2 separate regions of the Mus musculus genome follow, and region 1 is linked to region 2. The links are chromatin contacts, called in public Hi-C maps. All regions are on one chromosome and are shown on one strand. The core of a region is the stretch at or near the end of the contact, and the rest is flanking DNA. Distances in the headings are between cores, read along the strand shown. Region 1 has its middle 58 kb from the start of 4921525O09Rik. Region 2 has its middle 92 kb from the start of Gm40948.

The links. Hi-C and Micro-C count contacts between places; a contact is called where the count stands out from the background.
Region 1: a Hi-C map of liver shows a contact between it and region 2, with 2.6 times the contacts expected there. The contact joins two enhancer-like sites. A contact is called at or near these places in 1 of 15 datasets of contacts at CTCF or cohesin (CD8 T cells), 2 of 484 Hi-C or Micro-C datasets (bone marrow-derived macrophages and liver) and 6 of 115 datasets of contacts at active chromatin or transcription factors (CD8 T cells, embryonic stem cells, large pre-B cells and 3 more).

What each region holds. Positions count from the first base shown.
Region 1 is chr13:52,152,972-52,156,935 of GRCm38.p6, reverse strand. No RefSeq gene overlaps it. Among named protein-coding and RNA genes, the nearest start is that of 4921525O09Rik, 58 kb to the right of the region's middle. Within about 2 kb of position 2,630, at least 98 of the 459 cell types and tissues checked have an H3K27ac peak or open chromatin away from gene starts, as enhancers often do. A contact at or near this core is called in liver, where this site is marked.
Region 2 is chr13:51,990,101-51,993,924 of GRCm38.p6, reverse strand. No RefSeq gene overlaps it. Among named protein-coding and RNA genes, the nearest start is that of Gm40948, 92 kb to the left of the region's middle. Within about 2 kb of position 1,509, at least 4 of the 459 cell types and tissues checked have an H3K27ac peak or open chromatin away from gene starts, as enhancers often do. A contact at or near this core is called in liver, where this site is marked.

The DNA.
Region 1 (3,964 bases), core at 1,381-3,880, 160 kb before region 2:
TTGAAGCTTCCCGCAAAGATAGAGTCCAGGCTTCTCAGGATCCCCACTGTGGACCCATAACTAGTGCCCCAGAGGCTGCGCCCCAACCCCACCCTAGCAGACATGTGCAGAGATGGACACTCCTATTCATCTGAGGCTTAGTCTAGATCTGTAATTTCAATTTCCTAAAGAAGGAAAGAGGCCACGAGACCCTTAGCCTATCCTCTTGTGATAGCTAAGGTCTACACCCATCCAATTAGCAGCCCAGGCGTGAACTCTTCTGTGTGAGAGAGCCCTGTCAGCCAAGGGAGCTGGAGCCCAAGAGGCTCTTTCTCCCTACCTGTTGAACTCTGAGACCCCTGCAGCTGCAGGTTCTGAGACATAAGACTCTCTAGCTCCACACCACAAACCTAGGGATTGGGGCTCCCCACTGGATGGAGACCCATCTCCCAAGCCCCCTGCATTCTTGTATACATCTCTGCAAGTGTGTGCCTGACACTGAAGGAGGCTGAGTAGTTCTGGCTGGACCTTGTAAGTTGTTTTACTTCCAGTGCCGGGGATTGAACTCAGGACCTCACGCATGCTAGGCAGGTTCTCTAAGGTCATCCTCAGCCCCCAAGAGCCACCGATGTAAAGGACAGAGGGATCCTAGGTAGAGCACACCTTCCCAGGTCGTCACTTCCCTCTGGCCTCTCCAGGCTTCTTAGAGAAAGACAATATAGCTGGATGTTACCTAACCCTAATTCTGTTGCTATGACATCTGGACTTCCAGACCTGACTCTAATCCTCATTAATTGGATCCCCAGCTTCCAAATGTTTCCTCTTGTTTCTCTAAGTCTCTCTGCAAGAGGAACGAACACCGCAAGTCAGTAGGCCTTCAGTTATATATAGGTCAGGAGGTTGTGGGTCAGTTCTGCAAACCGTTTATTGATTTACATTCTTACGTCTTCCTGGTCTCCTCTGAACACGTGTCACTTTCACTTTGAGAAAGAAAACTGTACATGCCTGCGCCACTCAAGTTAAACTTTGTCAGGAAGCTCCAAGAGCACTCTGTGAGTGTGGGTCTCAAAGTACCCAAGCTGGTAGAAGAACTCGGGCTTTGAGCCAACCAAAATCGTCCACTTGGCTATTTCAAGTCTTTTCCCCTTCTTCAGTACAGTGATGAGTGGCACCCGGATAAAGTTTTTGTTTACCAAAAGTTCCTCCCAGAATAGAAACTGCCCACAATATTTTTCTTGTGGAGGACATTTAGCGGGCCATGGTGTTCAGAGCTGATGCTTTCTGCTGTACAAAGCAGAGCTGGGTGTCACCTCTGGACTCTGCCAGAGGAGGCAAGGACCTTGTTCCTAACCAACCTTGGGACTCTCAGATCTCTGGAATGTTTCAGTACTGCCTGGTCTAAGTGAGTGTTTTGTTTGGTTGATTTTGTAACTTAAAGCTTGGGCAAGCTGTTCAGCTTCTTTTCTCCCTGCTAGCAGAAGCCAGCAAAAAGAAAATTATGACAGGGTCCCATGGGTGAGGATAGAATTTCCAACAAGCTAGTCTTTTAGGAGGGTGACCCATCTAGAGATGACAAATGGTCAGTCCCAAAGGCAGCAGCTGGCCTCACTGTAAATCCAGGTTCAGGGTCCTTTAAAGCATACACCTGTTGCAAGGGAGTCCCTGTCACAAGCCTGCAGCTGTGGGTGCCGTTTGCAGCCCGCTTATGTCAACACGCACCATGGGGCTGGTCAACGGGTGGCGTGAGGATCTGATGATGGATGCATTTTATGACAGCGCCTGTTGCCCGGCAGAAAAACACCCCGTATGATTTAATAGGACCACAGCAAATCCTAACAGCAAAACATTCATCTGGCGAAGGCTGCAGACTCTTACACAGCTCTTGCCAGGTTTCTATGGTGATGATGTTCATTGTAAGCACAGAACAAGCACCGATTCACAGTGTCCAGCAGAGGCTACAGTCTCCTCCACCCTCCTGCTTGCTTGCTGCAGGCAGCCGTGGCTTCCATGCTAAACGTGCACCCTGGAGTAAAATCAAGTCCCCTTGCACTCTCCGTCCCCCCAGAGAGGAGTGGAGCGTGCAGACACAAAGCAAACAGAGATGCTAGCAGGGTGTTGGGATGCACCAAATAAATGGTAACACCAATCTGTTCAGCTGATCACTGTTTTTATTCTTGCCCTCTTTATTAACATGGCTGAGGAAGCATACCACAGCTCATGGGTGGAGATCACAGGACAACCTCTGCTGGTCCTATTAAACCATACAGGGACTTTTTGCCTGAGACACTCTTACTGTCCCCTACTGCACACTCCAAGGCTAGCTGACCCTCACGCTTCTGTGGCTCCTTGTCTTAGCCTCCCATCTCACTGTAAGAATGCTGGGCTTACAGATGTGTCTGCTACTGCATCTGGCCCCTCTGATGCACCTTCAAGTTTAAAAACGTTAGCATTTTTGTGGACGGGGGTGGGGGTGGCTAGGTAAATTTCCAGATGAAGAGTTGTATTGAGGAATTTGTTCTCTGAGGGAATTTCAGAGCCATCTCTATGTACATTGTGATCCAATCTGGGACAATCTTGCAAACAGGGACAGCAAATCCCTGCCAAGATCTGGTGTGTGATCATTCAGGTCTCATCTGCTGCTTGCAAAATCCTGGGAAACTGGCCTGTTTGTCTGGAAGAACCAAGTGCTGTGCCAGCAGCAGACCCTGGCTCACAGCTCTGTTCAATACTGTTTGACATCCCTGCAACGTGATGGGTTCTCAGCTCTGCCACCAGGACTTCCAGTATGCGAGAGCCACTATGGATTCTTCTCTGTCACAGATGTGTCTTGTATAGCTGACAGGTCATCCCCAGCCTCTGAAACATCCCTGTTCTCATCACCATCATGATCTTATTAATAATAATACTAAAAGACCCTCCCCCACATACACACTTTTAAAAAAATGAAGTTCCTCTCTCTCCCTTATGCATCTTTAGCTCATCTAGGAAAAATGAATTTTAAACTGTTTGTAAGTCTATGTGGTTTACTTTGGCAGAGCTGTGGCTCAGAGCAGAACTGGGCAAGTCCCCCTGGGAAGACAATCAGCCAGGCTGCTGAGGGAAACAGGGATCTGCACCAGGCAGGAACATTTCTAGGCAAAGGGACTCTTGGACAGGACAATGTTTGATCTCAGAAGGTCAGCCCTCATACGCACAGGCAGAGGGCAGGCTGACGTCGCTCCCAGGTTTGAGCAAGGCCCTTCCAGGAAGCTGATTTGTTATTTTGGGCAGGGACAACGGAGGTTGATGTGTGTTGGGGGTAAGGTTTCCTACTGTGGGGTTCTGACAGTTCCTGATATTTTCATAAACAAGTCTTCAAATGTTGACCAACAGCAGCATGAAGAGTGGATTTCAACGCCATCGTGTCTGGAGGGATACGGAGTTGGGCAGAAGGCCGTCGCCACGCTGTGGCAATCTCTGCCCTTCTCTTGCATGTAGAATAAAGTGGAAAGACGGAGGGCAGGTCCTGGCTAACGTGTCCCTCCTCAGCTGCTCTCATGTGGCCCACAACCACAAACCAAGGAAGAAATCGCTTGTCAGTGTAAAAAAGAAACTTAAGAGTCATCCTTCATCCCTCGTTCCTTTTACAAAACTCTTTATGTAAAGTGACCAGAGACAATAAATAGGTACAATTCCCAGAACAAGAGAGCCAGGGGACCAGGCAGGGAGGGGACGGTCCACAGTCTCCAAAAGCCAGTTACGTCCTCTTACTTTCCAAAAGCCAAACCAGGCAGAACAAATATCAACTGAAATTGTGAAATAGGAGGAACATAATCACCCCCAGATCTGTAGACACAGTAAACCAGGCTCCCACCAAAGAATGTTTTAAAAACAAGCTTGGAAGGACTGGGACTTACTAAAACAGCTAGGAGATAGTTTGCTTCATCCCTCAAAACAAAACAAAATACCAACAATCACAACAACAACAACAACAACAACAACAATG
Region 2 (3,824 bases), core at 260-2,759:
ACACTTCTTTCCTGGTCTTATAATTTCTACACACATTCTATCTAGAAACTCTCATGCCCACCTGTTTATAACGTGAGCTATACCCTCAGCGTTAGTGCCTGAGCATTCAGAAGCTGCTCAGAATCCACTGGGTAAACAAGGCCTGAGATCTTATGGATGGATGTTGATGATAATTTAAAAACAGAAAACTAAGCCTTTTGACTACAAATGGACTTTTTCATACATGGGGGTAATAATAGTCTGGTCCCTGACCCTCAACTGCTGAGGAGAGTTATCTAAGACCAAGAAACAGAAGTCTGGAACACCAGCTCCTGGGAGCAGACTGAGGAGGTGAACTGCCCTCACAGGTAAGTTCTCTGACAGCCTCCGTTCCACGGTGTTGTGGAATGCTGTCCTCTGGGCACGGCACAGCTGTTATCATCAGAACATACAGGAGACCCTCTTAGTACCCACAGGAGACCCTCATGAGAGGAGACCTGCTGATAGTCCCTACCATCATGGAGAAGGTGATTAGATTGAAAGCTGAGATTCCAGCCACTCACTCACCCCTGCAGCCTCCTTCCAGCTGTGTGTAATTCTGACCCAGCTGCATAAGGTTTGGGAAGGTTCGGGAGCTGGTAGGGGTGAAGGACTTAACTGAAGGAGGGCTCCAGCTAAGTAGCTATGAGGAAGCCATCTCATCCGTGCCAGGGTGGAACTTTTGGAGGAAGAAATGTTTGGAGGTCTCCGTATTCCTATAAATAACCCCTCACCCGTGCACCTATAAGTGACCTAAATAAATCCAGCACTTCAACAAGCTGGGCGTGGATGCTGTCGTTCCTTTGGCCTGCCCTATCTGGGGTGAATAAACATTTGTTCAAGTGTTCGTAGAAATAGTTACCAACAGTACACATCTAGAATGTCAAAGCAAGGGGCAGGGGCAGGAAGCACAACACCTGCTTCCTGCATTGTCAAAATTCACAGATCTCACAGGTCTTAGATGATGTACCAAAAGGCTGATCCCAGACCCAGACACTCACCTTAGTCACTGTAGATGGCCAGTGTCCATACATCAAAGCCCTAGTCCAAAAAAGAGCTAAAACACACCCTTCTAGAAGCTGTCTTTCCCACAAAACAAATGTTTTTCTTTCGTAAGGCTTCCATTCAAAGAGCCACTTGAGGACATTCAGTAAAACTTAAAAGAAACAAAGGTCTGTAGGATGCATGCGGACCAGCTGTTTGCCAAGACCAAGCCACGTGGTCTTGGGCTGGGGTTCCTCTGCACCGCTGTATTCTCAGCCACGGGGGTTTTGGGGCACTTAGAACAAGAACAAAAACTCGATTGTACAGTTCTGTGGTGATGAAACCGGTCGGGTGTGTAAGGCATGTTGCAGGAAGACCTGGCCAGACATCTATAACAGCTTCCCCAAGCTAAGAGTTTCAGCCCAGCCAGCAGAGGACCTGGGGACAGATGCCCTCACACATCTTGTTTGGTTTGTTGCCTGTTGGCAAAGAACTGGGCGGGAAGAGCATCGGATGAGGGTGACGGCTCTCCAGCCCCACAGAACAGGTTACGTGAGGACTCCGATGGGACAAGCTGTCTCTAAACACTTCTGTGAGCCTGCAGCCAGTGTCACCAAGGAGACACGTTTGATCTTTAAAAAATTAAGGGAGGCATTGAGGGTCTAGGGAAGTGGCTCATCAGTAAAAACCTTTGCTGGGCAAGTAGGAAGACCGGAATTGATGTCCCTAGAACTCACACATGAGCAGATGCAGCGGCACAGATGCCTGGGTCTCCAGTGATTGGGGGAATGGAGTCGGGGACTTCTGAAGCTCATCGGTGATAGCAGAATCCATGGGTGCCAGGTGCACTGAGAGACCTTGTCTCAGAACACGCGTGTAGAGACAGCAAGGTGGCTGACTCAGTGGATTAAAAGCAAATGACCTGAGTTCAGTCTCCAGAACCCACGTGGTAGGAGAAAACTGAAAACCCATGCATAGCATAGTACACACACACACACACACACACCTGTGCCAATCAGACCTGTACCAGCAGAGGATGTTTGCAGCTTGAGACACTGAGCAGAGGCAGGGCCTGGGACCTATGGGGAGCCTCAGATGGGATATTGATGGATAGAGATATAGGGCTCATGGAAGAAAATCCAGACACAAGCCTGCACACAGACACCAAAGCCACTAGCAACAGACACTTCAGAGGCCTTCATTGGAGAACAAATGAAGCACAGCGTGTGTGGACCTTACAGTTCTGGAACTGGTGGCATTGTGACCTCTCCCACACCTGCCCCTGCAGACGATTATTTTTGTTTTGGGAGCCTTCAGAAAAACTGGGTTAGAAAGAAACTAAACACTCATTAATCTGGGTCTGGCATGATCCAAAAATCAATACATAGCACAAGATTACCCAACTCTGGACCAGCCATCAGCCTCAGAGCCTGGTGGTTACCGTCTTTCTGGTAGCTGTGAGAGAGTGGCTGTCAACAGCTTGTTCTCAGCATCCACTCCTTTACACGGCCCTCCAGTCACTCATCCATGAGTGACTTTTAAACCCATGAGCAAACCCCCAGATAGCTCCCCACACCTCAGACATAGTGGCCCAAAATACTATCTCAAACCATCAGCCCATTTCTCCAGAAACATGCTAGCTCTTTAGATTCAATGTATGCACTGGCCAGTTCTTATATCAACTTGACATAGCCAATGTCATTTAGAAGAGGGTACCTCAATTGAGAATATGCTCCCACCAGAATGATCTATGGGCTAGCCTGTGGTGCATTTTTCTTATGGTTGATCTGAAAGGGTCCAGCTCAGTGTGGGTGTGCCAGTCCTGGGATGGTGGTCCTGGGTGCTATAAGAAAGCAGGCTGAGGAAGTCATGGGAAACAAATCGGTAAGTGTCATTCCTCCATGATCTCTGCCTCAGTTCCTGCCTCCAAGTCCCTGACATGCTGGAGTTCCTGCCCTGATATTCCTTAATGATGGACTATACCTAGGAGTATAAGTTAAATAAACCCTTTCCTACCCATGTTGCTTGAAGACAGAAACCATTACCAGAGAGTGTGTCGGGCCTGCCCATGTGTTTTCAGACAGGTCACTTAATACCTCCCACTCTGAGGAAATGATATGATCTTGCTCACTGAAGAGCTCCAGAGAGACAGAGTATTTATGGTAATTGTCCAATGCTTGTTATTCGACGCGTTCTCACGACCGGCCAGGAAGAACACCACAGACCAGAATCTTCTGCGGCAAAGCTTTATTCTTACATCTTCAGGAAAAGAGAGCAAGAAGCAAGAGAGCAAGAAGCAAGAGAGCAAGAAGCAAGAGAGCAAGAAGCAAGAGAGAGAGAAAACGAAAACCCCGTCCCTCTTAAGGAGCATTCTCCTTCGCCTCGGACGTGTCACTCCCTGATTGGCTGCAGCCCATCGGCCGAGTTGACGTCACGGGGAAGGCAGAGCACAAGTAGTCATAAGATACCCTTGGCACATGCGCAGATTATTTGTTTACCACTTAGAACACAGGATGTCAGCGCCATCTTGTAACGGCGAATGTGGGGGCGGCTCCCAACATCTCCCCCTTTTTCTTTTAATAAGAGCAAATAGGCCACCCATATTAATGAGAGTGGAGATAGAGGTCAAATCCCCAGTGTGTAGGTAAAGGAGCCATGTACAGGATTAGCTCTTAGGCTTACAGGCTTTTACCCAGAGCAACCCTGACCTGCTCCCGTGTCGTTTTGCCTGGGGGAAGGGAACTAGGACACTGAACCTTCATGAAAGATGACATGTCTCCCTAGAATAGGCTCATATATGCCGCAGAGCCTTTCCATTGCAG